Linked DNA regions of Mus musculus: region 2 is linked to region 1. Evidence: chromatin contacts called from public promoter capture Hi-C data. All regions are on one chromosome and are shown on one strand. Each heading gives the region's core, a stretch centred on a gene start, on an enhancer-like site or on the middle of the called end of the contact. The rest is flanking DNA. Distances are from core to core; before and after follow the strand shown.

Evidence for each region. Promoter capture Hi-C pulls out the DNA fragments that hold promoters and counts their contacts.
Region 2: a contact with region 1 is called in a promoter capture Hi-C map of second pharyngeal arch cranial neural crest. The contact joins the enhancer-like site here to the promoter of Sim1 in region 1. A contact is called at or near these places in 11 of 39 promoter capture datasets (the 3T3-L1 cell line, 3T3-L1-derived adipocytes, the C10 cell line and 6 more), 2 of 484 Hi-C or Micro-C datasets (embryonic stem cells and nephron progenitors) and 12 of 115 datasets of contacts at active chromatin or transcription factors (embryonic basal ganglia, embryonic forebrain, embryonic hindbrain and 5 more).

Annotation. Positions count from the first base shown.
Region 1 is chr10:50,894,165-50,900,118 of GRCm38.p6, forward strand. It overlaps Sim1 (single-minded family bHLH transcription factor 1), which reads left to right and starts at 1,487. Exons shown (of 11, transcript NM_011376.3): 1 at 1,487-1,907. The coding sequence starts at 1,733. A230054N11Rik (a long non-coding RNA gene) reads right to left here and starts at 370. Exons shown (of 2, transcript XR_871640.2): 1 at 1-370.
Region 2 is chr10:51,233,224-51,239,284 of GRCm38.p6, forward strand. It overlaps the pseudogene Gm5040. Among named protein-coding and RNA genes, the nearest start is that of Gm35917, 49 kb to the left of the region's middle. Within about 2 kb of position 2,553, at least 29 of the 459 cell types and tissues checked have an H3K27ac peak or open chromatin away from gene starts, as enhancers often do. A contact at or near this core is called in embryonic basal ganglia, neural tube and second pharyngeal arch cranial neural crest, where this site is marked.

The DNA.
Region 1 (5,954 bases), core at 237-2,736:
TTTGGAATAAAGGCGGGCATTTATTTCATCTAGCGATGAATTTTGTCACAGTGGTGTCAGGATAAAAAATAAGTCCAGCGTCGTTCTCCCTCACCCAGTCCTGCAGGCGTGAGGCGCGCAGCCGTGGGGAAATCCTGGCCACTGTCTGGGATGCTATTCGCACGCGTTCCTGGAGCCTCGGCTAGCCAGCCCCCGCAAGGCCGCACGCTGTGCGCAGACACCCGAGTCTAGGGAGCGCGAGTGTCACTCGGCACGCCGAAGACCTCGGGGTTTGGAGCGGCGGCGGCAGCGGGGCAGCGGCGACCCCGCGCCCGGGGCTCATTAGGAGCGGAGCTGCCAGGCTCACTGTAGGACCCGAGCCGCGAGCCCAGTCGCGTGGGGGGGGGGGGGGAGGAGGAGCAGGGAGCATGCTCGTCACTCACCCCGATTGGCCAATGAGCGCCGCGTCTTGGTTGCCTATGACCAATAGGAAGAGAGAAAATTTGTGAGTGGCGTTTGAGAAGGGCGGGAGAAAGGGAACCTGGGAGCGAAGTTGAAGCTAAACCCGGTAAGCTATAAAGAAGTTACAGGGGGGCGCTTTGGGCTCCCAATTAGGAACAGTACCGGCTCCCAACACTACGGAGGACTCGGACTCGGAAAACACCTCTCCTGTCCCCAGCCTGTGTTCTCCTCCCGCTGCTACCTACCCCTCCCCCATTCATGCCCATGGGAAGGTGGCCCAGGCACACTCTGCGGGCTGCGGGTGACAGCCGGGAGGCTGCCGCTGAGGCTCCGCAAGCGCGCAGGCTTGAAAGCAGTTAGGGGGCGGGAGCCTTAGCAGCCTCCGCGGCTCTCGAGGACGTAAGGTAGGTGAGGAGCCAAGAGCTCCAGGTGATGCCTACGAGGGGCTGTCGCGCGTGCCACCTGTTAACTCTGCGCTGCGGTGCCCTGTGTGCAACTGCGGGAGTCCCCGGGGGTTTGATGCATAAGCAGCACTTCTCCAGGAACCCCTCAGACGTGAACCCCGCCGGGGAGAGGCAGCCGGAGTCCGGGGCAGTGGAGGAATTCTGCACGGCTGGATAGCCTGGCTTGGCGCGCACGGCCGGCCGAGCTCTCCGCAGACGCGCATTTAGCCGTCGGTGCTACATCCCGGCCGCGGCGAGCGGAAGCCCAGCCTGTCCCGGGACCGACCTGCCCAAGTTTTAAATACCCAGGGCTGTGACGAGCAGAGTATGAGCGCAGAGGCCCTTTGGGGCCCGGTTGGCTGAATTATAGTGGGTTTGAGTTTAGCCACAGATGTCTTATTCCTTGGTGTTCTTGTCTTCGTAGTGATCTGAAAGAAGTTACCCGCGATTCCTGTTTCCTACAAACCAGCTCAGAACCAGAGGAGTTGGAAAACAAACGTCGGGTATTATTATGTCGATTTCCCAAGGACCCGGGTTCTTACCGCGGATCAGATGAAAAGGTTGGCTCCTCGGGAGTCCTTCCAGCATTTTATACTTAGAGTCCCAAAGGATTGCCCGGATTTGCCGTGAACCAGCAGCTTTCTTTTATACTTACACCTCACGTTTTCAAGAAAGTATTTTGTTTGCCGCATTGCCCTGTCCATCATTCGTGTCTTCCCGGAGCAAACTTCAGCCTCCTGTTTAAAGTTATGTTTTTACCGAGTGTGATCTCTAATTGAAAGTTAACTTTTGGTTTTGGATGAGTCTGTGGAGTTTACGTTGTAAGAAGAAAGGGAGCCCGAGACACGATGAAAGAAAAGTCTAAAAATGCTGCCCGAACGAGGAGGGAGAAAGAAAACAGTGAATTTTATGAACTGGCTAAATTACTGCCTTTACCCTCAGCCATCACCTCCCAACTGGACAAAGCATCCATCATCAGACTCACGACCAGCTATCTCAAAATGAGAGTGGTCTTTCCAGAAGGTAAGCGTCTGTGCCTAGATTGAATTTCGAAGGAGTAAACCTACCCCAGCAGCACAGAAATGTACTTGTGTTTACCGGCGTGGGTTACATTCTCTGAAAAGGGAAATTTAACCAAGCTATTTGATCAGTCAGCGCCAAAGGGCTTTCCCTGCCTTTCTTAGTCTTTCTCTTCTTCCCCGTATTTCTCTCTCCAACACATTCGATATATTTGGTTGGGAAATAACCCAATAGTGCTTTTATCAACATTTGGCTCAGTTGAAAGCACGGCTAATCCAAACATGACTTTCCTTTTTGTTCCTCTAGTCAGACATGTATCCAATAGAAATCAGGAGTACTGCCCAATTGCTTATTTTTGCTAGGTATAGATTAGATGTATAAACATAGTGCTAGGTAAGCTAGATAATAATTTATCAAAAGGGCCACAATTCCGCGAGGGCAGGCGTGTGTGTGCGAACAGTATGCCTGGACTCCGCCAGTCTCTTGGCTGTTTATAGTAAATTGGTTCTCATTTTTTAAGATGTCCAGAGATTCTTAAATCGGAGCTTTGTGAGTTGCATTTCTGGCCTTGGCGTTATCTGTAAAATCATAAATTTGTCTCAAAATAGTCAAGATTTGAGGAAAGTAGAGCAGACAGAAATGTATCCTCAGTGGTGGCTGACAAATCGAGACAAACTCTCATAGGGCCTAGAAGTTAGAATACCAGCAGCAGATAGGATTGTAAGTTGGAATTTCAGTTACTAATACTCATTGTGAGAGGAAGAGCGGACTTCCCAGAGCATAGTCTTGTGTGAACTCATATCTACTTAGTAGGAAACGTGAATACTCTCCAGGGAAGGAGCTCTTTGATCTCCCATTTGCTCACCCTTCCTCAACCAAATAACAAACAGAATAGAAAAATATTTTGTTAGGGGAGGAAGTTTTAAGAATGTAAAAGAATGATTACTAGACAAACAAAACTTCTAGAGAAAGAAGTTTGTTTATTTACAAATGAGACAAATGAGAACTTCTTTTTGACCTGTTGTTGGTTTTGGGTGTTTGAGGGATCTTATTTTTTGATGGGGGGGGCTAGTTTTTGCTGGGAATGAAGTTTTCCTTCACTTGGTGTTTGTTCAAAACTTGCAAAAGGGCTGCAAACTAGCCAGGGCTACCACACAAACCTTCTAAATAGTTTATTTCTATCATCAAACCCATCAGTAGTATTATATAGTTAGTTCCTTGAACATCTCTTTTCATTCTGAAATCCAGGGAGGAGAGAAATTACAGTTTAGAATAGCGAGAAAGTTTTTTTTTCTTTTGTCTTGGTTTGTTTTTTAGGAGAAAGGAGAAAGGCTGTAAAAACTAAAAATCACACTTCTGACCCAAACTGTACTGAGACTTGCTGATGGGAGAATCACCATTATACCACACTGCCTTCTGCTTAAAAAAGAGATCTCTCTGTCTTTTATACTGTCAGCGCCTACTTTATAAAAATAAAGCTATTTCGAACTCCGCTGTTGCGCTGTTCCTAACAGGATTATTAGCAGTGATTTGTCAGCTACTGCGGTCTCAGTGGGCTCCCTTTCTGCGTGATTTCTAGTGGGTCTCGTCAATTATTGGTGCCGATGTCGCTTGCTGTTTGATCAGAAGCAGCATATGGTGCTGCTAGTGGGGCAGCGAATAACCGCAGGAGAAGAATAGAGGGCTGATTTCCCCAGCAGTCACAAACAGAGCCCGGGAACCCACAAGGCCAGAGGCCCTAGTCTGCTCAGTGCAGACTCGGGGTGGGCTCTGAGAGGATCCGGCTCGATATTTTTGTTTGTTTTATTTTTGTATTTTAAGAGAAGAAGCTTTCCTCTGAAGGCGCTAATTCTTAAAAATTAAAAATCGCGTTATAAAGAAATAGAAGGACTCAAATATATTCTCGTTATGAGGTCCTCTGGACGGCAAGCTAGGCCATCCCTTTTGGCTACTTTAACAGTGCTTTCTACAGTCCTCTCTCACCGAACTCTGGCCCCTCCCACCTCTCCTCTCTCCCCTCTTCTGAGTGTGAGTTTATGAGGGGCGGGGATGGACCATGTGTGAACTCTGGGCACATCATTTATTTCGCTAGCTTCTGTGGAGTTCATAACTCACGCGCAGACTCCACTCGATGAGTTAGACAGGATCGTCAGAACAGCTGGCACCTGGAGATGAGGTTTTAATTTCGAGATTGTTTGAGCTTCAAAAACACTAAATCGAAAGTACTAAAGTACACCCCTTTACTGTATTAACGAAAACAACAACGGCAAACAATTACAAAACTCAGCGGTTTTCAAAGGAGCAAAAGAGTGACAAGCCGCAAAACCAGGCACTACCTGCAGGTGGTGCCAAATTTGGGTTTAGCCTTTACTTAGGGTTCAACCTAAGCTTGGGGGTGAACTGAACACTTTACATCTCTGTAATTTTTTGGTGATGCTAAATAGAATTTGAAGTTACTTTACATGTCTTAAAGCTTTCCCACCACATGACATTAATAAAGTTTTGTTTTAAGAATAAGCATCGCTGTTTAATTACGGTAAATATCCTATCACATTTGACATGGATTTTACAAACTGTCTAATTTCAAATGATTACAGATTTGATGGCATAACTATAGGCATAACAATGTAGTAAACCTTGTTTTTGTACATATCACACACTTTATTTATACTACTGTGTAATGCCCAATGGCTATATGGTAAGTGAACAAAAAATTCTTCCACACTTATCTGAGAGGGTGTAGGACCGGTGAGTATTCCCTGTATGGTCATTCCCTGTACATTTCCGCCCCTTATCATTGTAGTAGCTGTTGTCTGGGTCCAGGTTTTGCCATTAGTGTGTTTATTCAGAATAGGTAATCCTGAACAGTTGAGTGAGAAATGAGGGAGGGAAGAAGAAAGAAAGGGAAGTGGAGATAATGATACAGGTATTTGGAATAACTAAGAATTCAGTATAAAACTGGGTGTGGTGGTGCACACCTGTAATCCTTGCTCTTTGAGGTGAGGCTCCAAGCAGGAGCAATTGTGGAGATGCAGGTGGAGGAAGATGAGGAAGGAGAAGGAACAAGCTTTGGATCAGCATTAGAGACTAAATTTTATATAAAGGAAAATCCAGGAAGAGCACTGTGAGGTCATTAAAAATGCTTATCTTCTGTTTAATCACATTCACTCTAAATATTGTCTTGAAACAGAAAAAACAGAGAATGTAAAAAATGTACAAATCTTTGTTGTTATCAAAGCCAGGAAGATGTATTAAGATATTAAAAAACAACAACGATATAACTTTATTTATATGCAAAAGAGGACAAATTCAACTTTCAAAGACATACATATTTTTATCCACTTTTACTGTAGATTTGGCCAGGGGCATTTTGTCATTCGGAATAAGCTGTAAGATCAGATATGGCTCCAAATCTTTAACTGTTTTTAATCTTGGTAGTATCATTATGCATAGTCGCCAATATATCTATGAAAAATAAAAATAATCACAAGGGTTGAAATTAGTAAGTATTTTCCCAAGTCCTACAACATTCATCTAAAACTTGAAATCCTTAATCATTTTTTGAATTAACTCAAAAACAAACAAACAAACAGAAAACACTTAAAAAATTAAAAAAAAAAAAAGCTTGGTTTCCCACGTGGATATGTGATTTAAGGCTGTTTTTCTTGCTGCTCAGGGAAATGATTGAGCACTGGGTTTCAATGTTTATTTTCTAACACAAGTTTTTCTCATTTAAAGTCTCCTTTAAACACATTTTATGCTCAAGTCTGGTTTTCTCTGCTTAATTCCAGTTTTGATGTTCGTTTTAAGTGGGTGCAGAATTAAACTGTGTGCAAGGCAGATTTATGACTAGAATGTATAGATTCTGATCAATGATTTTTTTAAAAGAAGATGGGTGTATCACAAATTAAAAACAAACAACAAACGGAACATCATAAGCTATGGTGGGATGCTTTCAAACGCAGCACAATTATCCATCTAAGACTAAAACGTATTAAACATATAAGGGTAGATCTTTTTTTTAGGGGAGTTGTTTTTACATTTAGGGGG
Region 2 (6,061 bases), core at 1,303-3,802, 340 kb after region 1:
GGGAAGTCAACTATGTGGTTGTTGATGGGCTCCAGCAAGCCATCTCACCGGCTTTCCCATGATGAACTAATAAGCATGTCAGTAAACTCTCAGGCCCTCAGCACCCATCTCTCAGAACAAGTGGTAGCCAATCCATTGTGAGTGTTGCTTTCATTTTGAAGTTTAAGACAAGTTATGGTCTTGGAAAGATCAGGCTAATTTTGATATCTCTGGAAATTTCTTACTTAACCTAGTTTTTACTGGACTTCTATTTGATGACATGAATGATCAATTTAACAGCAGCAAGATGGCAAGCAAAAAGCCGGAGTTGGGTCATCCAGTGTTGGGCCATCCAGGGAGCAAACATGGAAGCAAATGCATATAATTAAGTAAATGTTAAAGAGCGCTTAGAATCACCAATGCCAAAGTTTCCTTGCATGATCAACAGCACAAGTTCAAGCTTCTAAACTTTAGGTACCTCTAACCTTTGCCTCTTTTATGACTCTATTTTTTTTTCTCATCTGACAGACCACATGCCAACATGCAACTCAGAATCCCTAACCCTGGTGATTTATAGCTTACAGCTGCTTCACTGTCTCAGACCTGGCAGCTGCTTTTCAGATGTCTTCAAAACTAGTGGGAGGGTGTTAATGTGAACTTGAGTGGCTGCAGGAGCGGAAAAAAAGCTGATGAAAAACTCATCTGAGTTCAACTCCAAAGCTTTTCATTGATCTTTGCTTTCAGGGCCAAACAAAATGTTTGGTTTATTTTATAAGCTAATTGGGTGTGTTAAAGGCTACTTGGCATTTGCTATTGACTGAGCCTAACAAAAGTGATCACCAAGCTGGGTAATCAATAAGGTATCGATTACAAGCGTGTGATTGGATTAGCCATTTGATCAATACTGTGTGCTAATATATTAACAAGCAAATTACCAAGCAACCCTTACGAGCAGAATGCTGACTCTGATTGCATTACAAACTAGTGAGATCTAATGACCTACCAAGTGCAAGGGGTTAGTTATCCGAATCAACACCTGAAAGTATTTTTTTCCCTTGAAGATTTCTTTCCTGCCAATGAAAATGCTTTCTTAAGTGAGATTCAAATTTAATTACAGATAGCAAGTAGTTTCAATGGGACACCTAATTTCCAACCAAATTTAATTCACCAGGAAGTGGTCTTTGGGACCCCAGATGAAGTAATCTGTATAACTTTTGGGAAACCTTAGCCAAGATCAAAAAGGCAAGCACAAAGAGGTCCCCTTTCTGTCTCAACATTTGGTGCATGGGCTCCTAGACTGCTTATCCTGAGATCTTTCATGACACAATCTACTGAATCTACTGTCTCTTGGTCCTTCTTATAGACCACATATATCTTTCTGCTTCCCATTTTTAATTATCCTATTATTTAACTACTATAGTTGAAGAATGGAAAAATCAATGCGGTGCACTCATGTGTGACTATATATATGTATATGTATATATATATATATGTACATATATATATATATGCATGTGTGAGCACATGTGTGAGTGTGAGCTCATTTGTGTGTGTGTGTACACATGAAGAATGAAGAATTTTAGCTATTAACAAAAAGTACTCAAGACAGACTGTTCAGTAAAGAAAATATTTATTGCCACTTTATTCACTATACCAAAGAATTGGGATCAACCTCATTATAGATTGAAATATAATAAAACTCTCTAAATAAAACTGAAATTTAAAAGTTTGTGGCTAAGTATATCCACTTAGGACTTAGGACATATAATATTACACAAGATTACACAATCTCAGAAAGAAATAAGCTTCGTGTTCTCTCTCATATGTGGAATATAGTCAATAATATATGCATATATGTAAACAAGTGTAGAACAGTTTAGGAAGAATAGAGAACAAGAAATGCTAAATATAAGGGTATGAGGAAGGACTGAATGCTGGTAGTATATGTGAATATATATGCTTTTCTAATTCTTATTCTATCATGGGTTTTTGGGAGGTTGGTAGATAAGGGTATAAATTTAATTATCACAGCATTCTAGGTTGAATACCAGTTCTAACTGTACACAAGTTCATCATGCTGTATTGGATTAGTAGATTTTTGTGTGTATTTGGGTCTGGTGAATTTCGGTGTGTGATATTTTTATTTATTTTCAAGAATTTTTTTATACTGAAGAAAAAGAAAATATCTTCCACGTTAAAAAAAAAAAACCCACTTCCTTACGATGTGTTATGCATAGATGATTCTATAAATGATCTTACAAAGGAAAAAGCCACAAAACAAGGTTTTCCCACCTGCTTTCCCAGTGATTGGGTGAACCATTTATTCAATTGATTGTACTCTCTTGGATTCCCTAAGTGGAAACCACTTTGCTCACTTTCTCTCTTAATCCTTTCGCTTTTAAGAAACCTTTTTTCCCCCTTTGCCTCAGGGAAGCTGAACCGATTAGTCTAAATTCTCCAGCGTTATTTGTAGACTGGAAAGGTCTCCCTAGGCCCAGAGGCAGCATGTTAGCCAGAGCAGCAGTGAGGCCAGGCAAGCCGGGCTCCCGCAGAGTGGAGCGACAGGCTGTGGCCTCACCAGGCACAGGCAGGTTGCAGCTGACAAAACAGCTAACAGGGCTGCCCAGGCCTGGAGGGAGGAGGGGGTGAACCTGTCAATCACCCCCACAGAAGCACAGGCAAGAATTATTATATGTGAAGGAGATTTGTCAGTTCCAAGATGTTAAGGTGAACCAAGGTTGAGTTTGCCTGAGGTTAAAGCACTTAACGCCTGAAGGGCCACAGCCCTAACCCCACCTCTACCCCACCCCCAACCTCTCCTTGCAGTGTGCACTTGGTGGTTTCAGTTTTGTATATAAGTAGCAATTCAGAACTATCAGGAATACCTAGTGACATTTTCATGAGAACTGCTTTTCTCTTTGATTAAAATTGATAGAATCCAATAATCAGAGATGACAATCTTCTTAGATCCATTCCTCTGTGATAAGTGCTTTGAATGAAAAGCACTGTCTCTTTCTAAATGACTGTATATCAACAAAGTCCAAGACACATGAAATTAACTATTGCTAGTCAAATACGGTGATGGTTCCTGAAACTATGACATCAGCAGCTTTAGGGTTGATAGATTCTCCCAGACTCTCTACCACAAGGCAGGATTTCATAGGTCAAGAATGACTGGTATCTAGCCTAAGCTCTGATGGCATATGGTGGTGTAGTGAAATTGTGATCCATGTAGCCAGAATAATTCATGTAGTCATCAATCACTGTATCCCTGTTAAGAAACACCGTATCAGCAGTAAAATTCTAATTAAATTTTTACATTCATCAAAAAGCTTCAAGAGGGCCATTAAAGAATATTGAACATCTTACGACTGTAAGACAGGTGTCTATAATGCTATAAACCTCCATCAGAGTGTTGCTGCTTGATTCTCCTGACAGAATTCTACTTTTTTGTACTGTGATTAATTTCACATTTAATTGATGGCACCATAAATATTTCTCAAACAAGACCCAGCTGGATGGCTGTCAAACCAGCTGGATGGTTGTTGGTGATAATGACTATTATTGAAAGGCAAGTTTTCTGCTTTTTTTTCTCCTATGTTGACATGGAAGAAGACAAGAGAGTGACAGGTGAGAGAGAAAATTTCCCTGTCCAATTCATTCAGGGAATTATGAAAGTGTCACTGGGAAAGGAACAGAAACTTTAAGGGACTTGTCACAAGGAGTTATGAAAGTTTATAACATCTTAGTCGTCTAAGTGTGAATCCCCTAACCAAAATTTGTTTATTTATTTTATTTCTAAATTGTCTCATGTTAACTACTTTTCTCTTACTTGATACTGGTTAGTAGTCATTTCCATCAGTTTGAAGATAGTTGTGTTTTATAAGACCATAGTTTCCCTTACCTTTATAGAGTTTCTTTTGCCTGCATAAAAATTTATAGATCCTTGTTTGATTGGAGTTACAAGGTATCTTCTTTTGCCCATTTTACCCCCAGAGGACTCACCTTCCCATAAAGAGAAAATGTCATTCTCTGGTCTTCAACCAAAGGTGACTTTGGTTGGTTGCAATAGATGTCTCAAAAGGTATCCTGTGGTGGAATGATGGTTAATGAAGATAAAATGCAGAGGTGGACAGTTGCCAGAAGCATGCATACATGATGTGGCTTACAAGAAGATAAATGGCTGTAATAAAAGGTATTTAATTGAAGGGTCAAAACAAAATATGTGATATGAAAGTGGGAGACATTAGGAATCCTTATTTTAAACAGGATAGGGGATGAGTTAAGTTTGGCAAGGGGAGGGTGTCAGCCGAAACAAAGCACATATGAAACACCATATAGATAGAATTCAAATACTTTATAAGCTAACTATAAAATACAAGTTTTGAAAGCATGAAAAAAGATGTTTATCTTAGTGTTCTAGTCCTATGAAGAAACTCCAGTGGTGGGTTAGAGCATTATAGACACCTGTCTTACAGTTGTAAATGTCCAATATTCTTTAACAGCCCTCTAGAACATTTTTGAAGCTTTTTCATGAATGTAAAAAATTAATTGAAAGAATTTTACTGCTGATGAAGATCACCTTGCATGAACAAAGCAAGTTATGAAAGAAAGCCCTTACTTGGGGCTTGCTTACAGATTGAGAGATTTAGTTCATTATCTTCATGACAAGAAGCATGACAGCATGTAGGCAGACATGGTGCTAGAGAGGTAACTGAGAATTCTACATTTTGGATCCACAGGAAGCAGGAGAATGAGAAACTGGACCTGGTTTGGGTTTCTGAAAGTCCAAAGCCTATTCCTAGTGACACACTTCCTCCAACAAGGACATACACACACACGCACACACAAACACACACACACACACACACACACAGAGAGAGAGAGAGAGAGAGAGAGAGAGAGAGAGAGAGAAAGAGAGAGACTCCAACAACAACACATCTCCTAATTCCTGTCAAATAGCACCACCCAGTACCACTTCCTAATGACTAAGCATTCAAATAAGCCTATGAAGTCTATTCCTATTCAAAACACTTAATAGTGTTGGATCTCTTTCACAGGGTAGGTTTCAAGTTGGGCCAGTCATTGGTTGGCCATTGTAATGCCTGATGTTTGTATTTTGATGCTAATTTGGGGCTCCTAAAACCTAGAATCTGTGTGTAGCCTTTGGGACCTTGTTCCTAAGTTAATTCTGATTTGGTGAATAAAGATGCCAACAGCCAGTACTGGGGGGAAGAGATAAAGTTAGAGTTAAGGTGTGGCAGGCTTGGAAGGAGAGAGAAGCCACCAGAGAATAGAAGAATATGCAGGAGAGGAGAAAGTTTAGCTGAGCCATAAAAAATGTGGTCCTGTAGGCTGGCCAGTTGGAGCTAAGAGCAGCCCAGATGAAACATAAAACATATAAAGTGATAATTTTTGTTATCGTCAGGAAGGTAGATTATAGCAGCATAGAGGATCGGCAGCTGAACAGCTATTGTGCTGCCTAAGGAATATTAAAAAATATAAAAGCTGTGAGTGTCTTTCACCTGAGAATATAAATGGTCAAAGGAGGGAAAGAAACCCTGTGCCAGGATTTTTAAATATTTAAATAAAAATTACTATAGGGCTCTCCAGCAGCCGAGCAAGATGCCCAAAGGGAAGAAGGCCAAGGGGAAGAAGGTGGCCCCGGCCCCTGCCATTGTCAAGAAGCAGGAGACCAAGAAGGTAGTCAACCCTCTGTTCGAGAAGAGGCCCAAGAACTTCGGCACTGGACAGGACATCCAGCTCAAAAGAGATTTAACGCGCTTCATCAAATGGCCCCGCTACATCAGGCTGCAGCGGCAAAGAGCCATCCTCTACAAGCGGCTCAAAGTCCCTCCTGCCATTAACCAGTTCACCCAGGCGCTGCACAGGCAGACAGCTACTCAGCTGCTTAAGCTTGTCCACAAGTACAGGCCAGAGACAAAGCAAGAGAAGAAGCAAAGGCTACTGGCCGGTGCTGAGAAGAAAGCTGCTGGCAAAGGTGATGTCCCAACTAAGAGACCACCTGTCCTCTGAGCAGGAGTCAATACAGTCACCACCTTGGTGGCGAACAAGAAGGCTC